Regions from separate parts of the Gossypium hirsutum genome. Here region 1 is linked to region 2. Evidence: chromatin contacts called from public Hi-C data. All regions are on one chromosome and are shown on one strand. Each heading gives the region's core, a stretch centred on a gene start, on an enhancer-like site or on the middle of the called end of the contact. The rest is flanking DNA. Distances are from core to core; before and after follow the strand shown. Region 1 holds the start of LOC107899744 (protein EMSY-LIKE 1). Region 2 holds the start of LOC107899743 (UBP1-associated protein 2C).

Evidence for each region. A called contact is a pair of places that touch in the nucleus more often than the background predicts.
Region 1: a Hi-C map of leaf shows a contact between it and region 2, with 4 times the contacts expected there. The contact joins the promoter of LOC107899744 here to the promoter of LOC107899743 in region 2. A contact is called at or near these places in 8 of 34 Hi-C or Micro-C datasets (callus, hypocotyl, leaf and 2 more).

The regions. Positions count from the first base shown.
Region 1 is chrD04:25,831,205-25,837,185 of Gossypium_hirsutum_v2.1, forward strand. It overlaps LOC107899744 (protein EMSY-LIKE 1), which reads left to right and starts at 3,009. Exons shown (of 10, transcript XM_016825528.2): 1 at 3,009-3,487; 2 at 4,087-4,289; 3 at 4,391-4,500; 4 at 4,591-4,711; 5 at 4,915-5,142; 6 at 5,505-5,573. The coding sequence starts at 3,460.
Region 2 is chrD04:25,685,243-25,690,971 of Gossypium_hirsutum_v2.1, forward strand. It overlaps LOC107899743 (UBP1-associated protein 2C), which reads right to left and starts at 4,182. Exons shown (of 6, transcript XM_016825527.2): 1 at 3,874-4,182; 2 at 2,267-2,387; 3 at 1,918-2,061; 4 at 825-1,021; 5 at 656-731; 6 at 1-337. The coding sequence starts at 4,001.

The DNA.
Region 1 (5,981 bases), core at 1,759-4,258, 140 kb after region 2:
CATTTATTGTGAACTCTTGTGTTATACTCTATGTTTGGCGTGTTTCGGTTAGACTAGCTCTTATGAGCACTGGCGTGTTTCAGTTGGATCAACTCTTATGAGCATTTGGTGTGTTTTGGAGGGATTGGCTCGTATGAGCATTTGGCGTGTTATGGTTGGACTGACGATATGCTCCTATCTGTAAGTCGTTCCTTGAATTGAAAATCTCGTTAAGATAATTTGTTTAATGAATTTGGTGAATTTGCTATACATTTGAGTATTAAATTGAATGTATGTGATTTATCAGTTGAGATTATGGATGACAAGGAACCTTCATTGTTGAATTGATATTGTTTGAATTGTTGTATTTATTTCTATACTCGGAAGGTTGGATGATCTGATCAGCACTTAAGTCACACTATCCAGCATAACTCGGTAGTTTTTGGAACGTTTATTCCAGATTATATGGCACGTAATAGGTTTGACTGTTGATACTAATGTTTTGGATATGTAAATAGTTAAGTATAAAGTTGGCTGTATAAGTTATTTTGGTTGATACCTTTTTGGTACTTTTGATGTCTTAATAATATGTATTAAAGTGGTGATGCATATTTGAATGGCCAAATTAGTAGGTGATGAATTGATTATAGTATAGCTAAGATATGGTATGTTTGAGATGTTATTGAATTAGATGTTAGGTTTGAGTAAGTGATAAGTTGTGTTTGAAGATTTGTTTTGATATAAAATTGTATATACTTGTGGTACCTGAGGGTACATTGGTTAGGCATTTAATAAGTTGATTTGGTATATTTTTGGCTTGATTAATGTCACTTTGAATAGGTGTTTTGGTTGGTAAATTGTTTACTTAGGACCCAAGTAAGCTTGAAATGGTAAACTTGTTGTTTAAGGTTCATTATAGGTCCACAAGGCCTGAGACACGGGCGTGTGTCTCAGCCGTGTATGACACACGACCATGTGTCCTCTGTAGATTTAGGGCTCCCAAGTCAGGCAGTTACAGGGCCTAACACACAGCCTGGCACACGGGCATGTGAGGCTATTTCGAGTGTTACACGGCCTAGCACACGGGCGTGTGGCTTGGCCGTGTAACCGAACTCAGAGAGTTACACAGGCGAGGACACGGGCTAGGACACGGTCGTATGTCCCTATTTCAAAGGTTACACAGCCTAAGACACGGGCGTGTGTCTCAACTGTGTGAGACACACGGCCTAGCCACACGGCGTGTGACCCCTACAGTCCAAATTTTCTAACTTTTTCTTGAAATTTCCAAATGTTTTCGGTTTAGTCTTGAATTGTTTCTATAGTATTTTTAGGGCCTCGAGGACTCGATTAAGGGACGTTATGAATGTAATTGAATGTAATTATATTATGTTTGCATTGATGGATGAATTGAATGGTTTATTGTTCTGTTTATACGGTAATGCTCTGTAGTCCTATTTTGGCGATAGATACGGGTTAGGGTGTTATAGGGACAATAAACACAAGAGTTTGTATGATGCCTTTATGGCGTGTTATGTTTGGCTCTTGTAGCGTGATTTGTCATGTATGTCTGGTAAGTTATGTATATCTATTTTTATGGTAAATTATGGATAAATTCTGTTAGATTTGTAATAAGTATGGTTAAGATAAGGTATTGATATGCTCAGGGTTAAAGGTTGAGTAAGATTTGTGAAATAATTGAATAAGTTTTTGAAAAGAACTGTGTATTTGTATATTAATAAAGGTATCCGCCATGATGGTCTGATAATGTTGGATATTGATATATTCATATCTATGTGTGACCTAAGAATTTTTCATTGTGGGTTTGTTTGTGTTATGAAATGGTTGAATCAGAGTTATATGGAATCTGTCATATTTGGGTGGTATAATGACTATCTGAAATCATATGAAATCTTATTATTGATTATTTTGAGCGTCAGGGTTTCTGGAGTAAAATGACATGGAAGTCATCTAATTGATCTACGTACTATACTATTAGTATGGGTTAGGTGGTATTGAATCAGAGTGTGATTTGATTAATAGTTTGATGGTCTTCTGATCTACATAAGTATTCGCCAAAATTTGTATGTATTCGGCCATGATTTATGTTTACTGAACAATTGCTTTGAGATAAGTACAAGTATTAGGATGTGGTCTGTATGAAATAGATTCTGAAGGTATGTTCTGCCTGGAAGTACATATGTAAACAAGAGAATTAAGAAATGTCTGAAAGAATCTTCAATTAGTTAGAAAAGAAAGAAGTGGTATACTAAGAGTATGATAGTTAGTGTGTATGTGTGTATCAAAACTGTAGTGGAGTTTGCTCGATTTAAGGGGTTCAAAAGAAAGATTGGCACATATGTGTTCTTTTTAAAAAATAAAGTATTCACCAAGGTAATTTATACTAATGCTCACTAAGTTCTTTTGAACTTATAAGGTTGTGGTGTCTATAGTTAACAAACTTCTTTATTGTAATGATTTGTATCATGTCTGATGTAATAAGTATTTTTAAATACTCCCTCTGTTTTTAGATATTAAGTTTTTCAATTAAAATGATAAATAAAAAATTTAAAAAGATGGGAAATTGTAATTTGTTATGTTAAATTGTTAAGTATTGTGTGTAGTAACACCCGAAATCCAAATCTGACAAATCAGGTGGAAGGCGTTACAAAACTAGTCAAACACATTTAGGAAATTATTGTTCCTTGTAATTACTAGAACATAATATAATTACCCTTTTATTTTATTTCATGATTTTCAGAATCGAAACAAGCCACAGTTGATTTAACTAGAATCGATAGGGGTATCAGCCCGTGAATTGGTACTTACCAAGCTAAAAGAACTGATTCAACTAATTTTTTTTATATTTTTTATAATTTTTTAATAATTTATCTAAAGAAATCCTCGGAAATTTTAAAGAAATGAAAAGATCAAACCCAAATAGATAGAAGAAAAGAAAGGAAGGCAGCAAGCCCAAAAGGCCTAAAGCAATAATAGAAATCCGGAAGACAATAGAGTGAAATATGTATGTATGACTAAAACAAAGATCTTTGGAGCAGAACAATACATGTCCGAACTGGACCGGAACTATCTCTAAACGAGAACTATCTATAAACGAGAACACTTTAAAATAGGACACAGCAAACCAAATCAATCTCTTCCAAAACAAATGCAAAGCGAAGCCGTGAAGTTTTTCATTTCAAGTCCAAAAAGTCCCTCCCTCGCCCTCTCTTACCCCTACCCCTGCCTTCAATAATATCTCTTTCGAAATAACCAACATATACATACCTTTCAACTTTCTCTCTAAATCTCTGTACTTTACTTGGATTTGGATAGGATTTTTGCATCGTCGGCAGCTTCTTCCTTTAATTTCCTTCTCTCTTTCTCTCTCTCTGGGCAACTTCTCGTTAGGGTTTTTGTGGGTTGGTGTTTTCCTTCAACAAAGAGAACATCTTTTACTGCTTCGTCTTTTTATTTCTCGGTATGGACTATGAAGTTTGCGATAGTAGTGGTATGTTGCATTTATTAATGTCATAATTGTTGTATTAAACAATGTTGCTGTTTCTGGGTTCATTTTTCTTCTTCACCTCCTTTTTTTCCTTTCGATATTTGAAAATTGGATAATGGGTGCATTCATTTTCTTTTTGGGTGGGGGTAAGATTAGAAATGAGGGTTTAGGGTTTAATTAATTGGGGTCATTGACTTTTTGATAAATTTCATTGCGGAAAGGCTGTTGTTTGGCTTTTGCTTTCTGGGTAACTTTTGGGTTTTATTTCGACATTTTTTATTTGAATTCTAAGTGGGATTCAAATATAGAGAACTTCAGTATATAATTTCTTTTTTCTGTTTGAGAGAAAAAAGCAATTTTCTTTTCTCTCTCTCTCTCTCTCTCTTTCAATTCTTTGTCCATATTATGCTAGATTTTTTGTTACTATACAAGAAGATTCATGATAAATCCATTTATTTCCATATTTTTTTATGTATATTTGTTCGATTGCATTTCCTTATAACTGTTCTTTTGAGCCTTGCAAACAAGGGCATCAGAATACTATTAATTGCCCTGGATGCCTCTATGCTGCTTGGTCATTCTTGTTTTTATAATGACAACAGGTACCGATGATGATTTGCCTCCTTCACATCCAACTAGAGTTCCAATAAGGGGTAATATTGCTGGAAATGGAAGATCTATTGTAGGTTCTGCTTCATATTCTAGGATGCATTCTGACATGGAGGCCCAAATACATCTACTTGAGCAAGAAGCTTACTGTGCTGTTCTGCGTGCTTTTAAAGCTCAATCCGATGCCATTACTTGGGTATGATGTATTTACACTTGTTGGACTTGGTTTTAATTTGCTTTCCTGTTTATTTCATGTTGATCGGGTTTCCATGCTTTGGCATATGCTGGCATCTTCAGGAAAAGGAAGGCCTGATAACAGAACTTAGGAAAGAACTGAGGGTGTCAGATGATGAGCATAGAGAGCTTCTGACTAAGGTTAATGCTGATGATATTATCAGAAGGATAAGGTTCGGATGCTTCATGAATTACTCTGACTTCAGGGTCCAGTGATTGATTATTATTCTGTTTAATGGATTATAAATGGGCAATTGTATCAGGGACTGGAGGCAAAGTGGTGGGAACCAGCCTGCGAGACTTGGTGCATCTCATAGCGTCCACAGTATTTTGCCTAGTCCAACTGTTTCAGCATCTCGCAAGAAACAGAAGACATCTCAATCGGTAAATCTCCCTACCATTGCTGGTGGAATAACAAGTTTTAGAACATTATTAGTAGTTCTTTGTGTTAAGCTTTCTTCTTTGGATGCTAGCTAGCAAAGCTGCTTTAGGAGCTTGGACCAAATGCAAGAAGCAATGACAATGATTTCGTTATAGAAATGTGAATGCGTACATTGACTTGTATTACTTGAAAATTTCCCCTGCAGGGTCAGTCATTGCCTGGCTTATCCTCGGCAAAGCCTATGCATTATCCTGCTGCAGTTTCTGCTGGAAATAGGCAATTCAATAACCGTGGTACTATCGCTAGCCTTTCAGCGAATGAACGTGCTGAAGGAGCAACTTTTGATCCCTTAATTGGAAGGAAAGTGTGGACAAGATGGCCTGAAGACAACCATTTCTACGAGGCTGTAATCACTGATTACAATCGCTCTGAGGTATGTTCAAGGCATACAAAGGCATTTTCTGTCTCTCTCTTTGTGACTCATCATAAGCTGGTGCATTTAGTTGTTATAGAGAGGATTGACTGCATAGTACGCCTATTTTTACCCAATACTGCAAGTATTTTATTTATCTATGTTTTACTAATTTGTCTGCAATCTGTTAATATTTTGAGCTGGGGCGAAGTATCAATGTTCTAAAGTCCTCCATAATTATAATCTGATTATTCAAAAGGATTATTCTTTATCCACTATGGTTTAATTATCTTCTAATGATTGTAAAATGACTTTTAGAATTACTTGTATTAATTCCATGTAATGCTAAGTCATCAACGGTATATTTTATTGTTGTTTTACAGGGTCGACATGCTTTGGTTTATGATATTAATACAGCAAATGAGACTTGGGAATGGGTTGATCTCAAAGAGGTAAGTAGATATGATTTTTTTTATTTTAAAGTTCGTTGTGTTTTCTAGTCTTTACCTTGTGTAGCAGCAAAGTTTGTGTTGACAAATATGATTTTTATTTTTTATATTGATGTTTTGTATATAATGCTCTTGATTGTGTATAGTTTCAAGAGTTAAGTGGCACCAATTCCATTACTAAATTTACATAAAGACCAAATGTTTTAACATTTAACAAAAATAAAATCAGGATACATATGCCAAATTTTAATACCTTTTAAGAGTCTACCTTCTTCTAATCAGATAACTTTCTCTTCCCTTTCAAAACACTTAAAAAATTGTTATTTGCGACATTAGTGAAATTTGTTACAGGCAAATAAAACCTGATTGTTGGTTTTTATGTGTCCACATATGTCTTACGGCATAAATTAG
Region 2 (5,729 bases), core at 2,932-5,431:
TCCCAATATAATATGGGTACCCACTCATTCCCATGGGGGTAGTTGGTGGGATTCCTTGCGGATCCTTCTTTGCAGCAATTGATGCATAAGCAATTGTCGATTGGCTTGGGTATGGTGTAGGTGCTGCAGCAGGACTAGAATACGAAGAAGCTTGATATGGTGCTACAGGTTGAGGATAAGCATAGCCAGCAGGGGCAGCAGAGGGGTGTGCTTTACCGAGCTGTGGGTAGCCAGGTGCCATAGGCATTGCAAGAGGAACCACAGCTGCAGCAGGTACCTGTGTTTGTACAGGTTTTCCCTTGTGGGTATCAGCAAGCTTCACAATGATAGTTCTCCCCTGCAAAGCGACCCAAACTATCAAGCTATTCATCATGGCACTGTTCAAATAAAAATAACTTCCATTATATACCCCAAATTGTAGGAATTATAATAATTTGGGGAGAATAACTCCCCACTATCTCAACCTCCATGTGTAAAACTTATGGAGGCATCCAATTTACATTCTTTCACTTCTATCATAGTGGCTACTGGATTTACATGCAACCGCCAACTGAACTGTGGATAATATGCCAATTTTAACCAGCAAATTTTGTCAACAATAGGAAAAAAAAAATGCAAGTCATAGACACCACATGTAGTGGCATTGCTCACATACCCCAAGGATCTTTTGTGGGTCATCGATGGCCTTCTTTGCAGCCTCGGTTGTCTTGTATGTAACAAAACCAAATCCACTGCATATGAAAGGTAAATGATAACAATCCGTCACATGTACAAAACAAAAAAACATAACTACAAAGATACATCCAAAAAGATAAAGTACGCACCGTGATTCATTTGTATCTTTGTCATATGCAACTGAGCCTTCCTCAATCTCACCATGTCTTCCAAAATAATTCAGGAGCATCTCACTAGTGACATCTGGTGATAGGCCCCCAATATAGAGCTTCCTTTGAGCTAGATCAGGTGTGGTACTTGCCCCAGTTAACCCTTCACAAGCTAAATTACATACAGCCATCCGGCCCTGAATTCAAGCCAGTCAAGAAGGTAAAAAGCTAATGACGAGAATGTAACAGCCATAAGCATATCAAAGAACAGAGTGCATTTGAAGCATGATACAGCATCCAACTCCTTCGCCTTATGATACGTGCATAATCCAGAGTTGCATGTGGGATGACATTAAATATGCTTTCCATATTTGGAATATAAAATATAAAGAAATCAACAGTGAGAGTGAATGATATTGTTGACGTTGATAATAATGGCATTGATATATGATCATCTTACAACCATGTCACTGTGAGAAATTATGTAATGTTATCAACCTGGAATATGTAATCAAAGTCAACAAAGATCTCTGTGCCAAACTCCAAATACATGCTGCCTCAATTGTGGCAGTGCTTTTTAACCATTACTGCAGGTGGCCCACCTCTCAAAGTCATCTTCTGATTATCTGATATTGATCCAGAATGTGTTTTTCGCCTTCTCTTTTCCCTCTCAGTATTTAGCTTCACTGGAGAAATATTAACTCCAGATGCCATGGCCATCATAGCAACACGTATCTTGCTAACTCCAGAGATTAAAAATAGAAATGTAAACTAAAGTATATCATTGCATTATAATAGCAGTCAGTATGACGCTTTGTTCTACGCACATGCATTAGAAAATTGAATCCATATCATATTCTGCATCACTTATGATATCTGTCCTAGCAAAGATTTATATTAATAGCAGGGTTTAACGGGAACTATGGTAATTAAATGAATGATTGTATGGACACAAAGGGAGAGAGGTGAGTAGCAAAGCCCAAAAGGAGAAAACGATTGAGTTGGCATGTAAGTCTCATCCAAGGAAAATAGAAAAAGAAAAGAGATGAGATGAACTGAGATGCGTGTATACTGAAAAGTAGCTATTACTTACATCAATAAGTTTGCTGGGTGCTCTAAGTGCACTATGCGCTGACTCCATGTGTTTGTAAGTAATGAAACCATAGCCACGAGATTTTCCTGTGGCTTTGTCATAGATGACAGCCCCTTCTTCTATTTCTCCATGCATTCGAAATGCCTAGACCAAAAAATTTGGCTCAATCCATTCAGTTTAAATGGATCTGAGTTTAAAAGTTCAGACATATAATTATAATAATAAAATTTATTAATATAATGCAGAGGTGTATAATTATAGGAAAAAGACAACCCAAAACTCTATATCATGTGGGATATCAAGTGGGACAATCACAGAAAACACAAACAGCAATCAGCAATGCACTCACAGCACACAAGGTTTCTGAAGTGGTATTCCAGGCTAAGCCACGAACAAAAAGCTTTCGATGTACAGGATCTGAACTGGCAATACTTTTAATTTCTTCAGCAATCGAAGGATATTGGGACCCTCTTTATGCGTCAACATGCACATAAACACACATCTACAGAGTCAATCACACAGCATACAATTTCAAGCAACAGTCGTATAGCACACATTCACTTAACACAAGCATCACACTCTCACACACACAATGAACTGCATAGGGAGAAGATTCTATGCCACAATAGTCTTTAATTCTTTATATGCCAACCCTCTCATTTCACAATAGTCTTTAATCCAGCTCTAAAGATTTACAATTTTGTTGCTCCATATTTGCTGGTACGATTGCTGATATTTTGTTGGTCCATATTTTATCCAGCTGAATCTAATTAAAAAAAATTAGAGAACTTTTCTTGACACGATTGCTGATATAAACAAAGCACTTCAGTCCCCTTATATTCTTCTAATATTTCATGAAAGCAAAATAATACATATGCTTTACAACAGTGCCTCTTTTACATTTTAGAGCTTTCCAGAATCAAAATCACTTCACTCGCGATTAATGTACTCTCTTCAAGAGCATACAAAGAAGGTGTAACACTGTTTTTCGGACATATAGAGTATGTTTCACTCATGTCTCTCCTATATAGAACTTCTGGAAGAATAAATGATAGTTGCACTAAAAATTTGGTCTAACATCTATTATGATTCCAGATGTAAAAAGAACATATCAAGACCCTTACAGCAGAAAAATGAGGTAATGTTCTTAAAAAAGCCATATCCTTAACTAAGTGCATCTAAAATAGGAACTAAACCTCAGGAAAAAGTATAACAATAAGAAGGCTTTTAATTCCAAAGGCCAATACAGAAACATCCTAGAATTAAGTGTCAAACTGAAGCATGCAAAAATGGCCCATTATGGGAAGGAAAATGCATAAAGCAGATGTAAAAATACTCAAAAAAATATTCTTTATAAATATACCTAAAAGATCCTATGCTTCGGCGAATCTAGCATAAACAAACAAGTATTTTAGCTATCCATAAATTGATCAAAACCAAAATTGGACGTTTTAAAATTTTACAAGGTCAAGCTCATTAGAGCAGTAATTATAATAACTACAATGCTAACAAGGTCAAGAAGTTCAAGTTTAACAACTAATCTTAAACTTAAGCTAAAAACTTCCAGAAACATTAAGAAAAATATAAAAGAAATTCCCCTAGAATTAACCACAGCCCCCCGCGCCCCGACCTTAGCCCCCCAAAATTCAGAACTGGCCAAGCAGCTATGAAGTATTGCTGTTCACATTTTCGAAGTATAAAATAAATAAATTTACTTCAACAGCTGGTATAGCTTTACTTGATGGACTTTTATAACTTGAAAACAAACTTGAAAAACCATTAAAATGCAACTAATTCACCAAAACCTTAAATTTGACCAAACCAACTCTCAAAAAACCCAAAACAGACAAGGAAAGAAAACCCAGAAATCCTCATTCACTATCATTGAAATTTTACATCGGTTTTTTATAAGAAAATAAAAGAAATTGAGAAAATAAGGGAAAGGCATAAACATACAGTCTAGAAAGAAGATCGACGAGCTGGGATTTAGCAAGAGGGTCAAGCAAAGAACGTAGCTCTTCTTGAGTTGATAACTGGTCGTTGTTTCCCATCTCTTCCATCTTTCTCTTCTTCAAATCCTCCATTTATTTTGCTTTCCTTTCTCGGCTTTGTTTCTGTCTGCAAAAATGGGCTGTTTTGTTCACGAGTTTACGAGGGTTTTTAGGTTAAGGATGGAATTGTCTTGTTTTGGGTAATATTAAGATATGAAATGAAACCTTGTTGTTTGTAAACACTGTTACAATATCCGCCTTACAGTTTCTGGTTCTTACAATTAAAGCCCAAAGTATTTGAGATGGACTTATTGTATGAGGGTGGGCGTGGAACAATCAATTTGTCCAATCTGGGGCGGGAGTTCTAGCCTAGGGTCACCAGGTGAAGTCATTCTTGTTTACCTATTAACAGCTTACATTCTTATAATTTTTACATGATTATTTTATGTTTCAAATAAAAGTAACATTTTACCAATTACTTAATTTATTATATATATTAAGTATAATATAATTTATAATCTAGCACGGTTTGAAAAAAACTTTTAACTAATGAAAATGCCATTTATTATCTATTTATTACTAAATTGGCAATTTATTAATTATTTCTAATTATGATGTGATAATAACAAAAGTACTATTAATTTATTAATTATAATTAGATAAATTAAAATAATATCAAATGTAATTTAATTAATTATTATATAATAATATCAAAAGTGATTTAGCTGTAGATAAAATTTTATTTTCACATTTCTTGTAAATAAATATTATAAAATATTATTCTATAAATAATAATTATAGTTATTTATTAATAGTGTTTTTATATAAAATATTATTGATATAAATTATTGATAATCAAGTATTTTTAGAGTAATTAATTAGATAAATAAATAATTTTTAAAATTTTGAATTTTATCCAATGAGATTTTGAGATGAAAGACAAATGATAATTTTATATTTTAGATATTTTACCCATGAATATATTAAAATATGAGAGCATATTAATATGTGTGGTGATGGAATATATTTTGAAAAAATTTGAGACCAAAAACAATCCTAACCACAAAAAAAAAATTAAGAGGTTTGATTTTTACCCTCTCAGTGTCTTTTAAATTAAACTAAATTAGTTTAATAGGCTAAACTTTTTAATTAAGTCTTTAGGCTGATTTAAAATCTAATTAGGGAAATAGGTCGTTTTTAGGATAGAGAAAGTGAAAGCGTGTCCAACTGAACACGCTTTCTGCACATATAGCAGGAAAGTACGCCCAGTTGGACGCGCATTTCCTTTTTCTCTCCAGTGTTAGGGCTTTTATTTTTTTAGGATTGGGATTTTGTGTTTTTTTAGGGTTTAAGGTTTTTGACTGAAACAGAAAGAGTTCTTAGGTAGTTTTGAGGGGTCGGGGATATGATAACGCGTATCAGCACACATACATTTTATATGTCATGGCAGGATAGGACCATCCTTAGAAACCCATCGTGGGGAAATTAGGTTTTAGGGTAATAATACTTAATACAATCAAGGGTCGAAGTCTAGGTGGAGACCTAATCACCGGTCGTGATGTGGTCACAGGTTCGAGTATAACCAGGGGGCTAGGTGACATTCGTTACGCAGCAAGAGTTCAAGCTTTTTGGATACCCATAAAAATGCCCTATATATACCATACATAAGATTTATGTAATAATCATACGGAAAAACTCTGGGAATTTCTGGTGTAATCAACGTAATTTTTTTCTCTATTTCCAAGCAGCCGATCTCTTTATCCTTTCATTCTTGTTTGAAGGCTAACACCAAGGTGGACATAAGAGGGCTCTCAGGTGGAG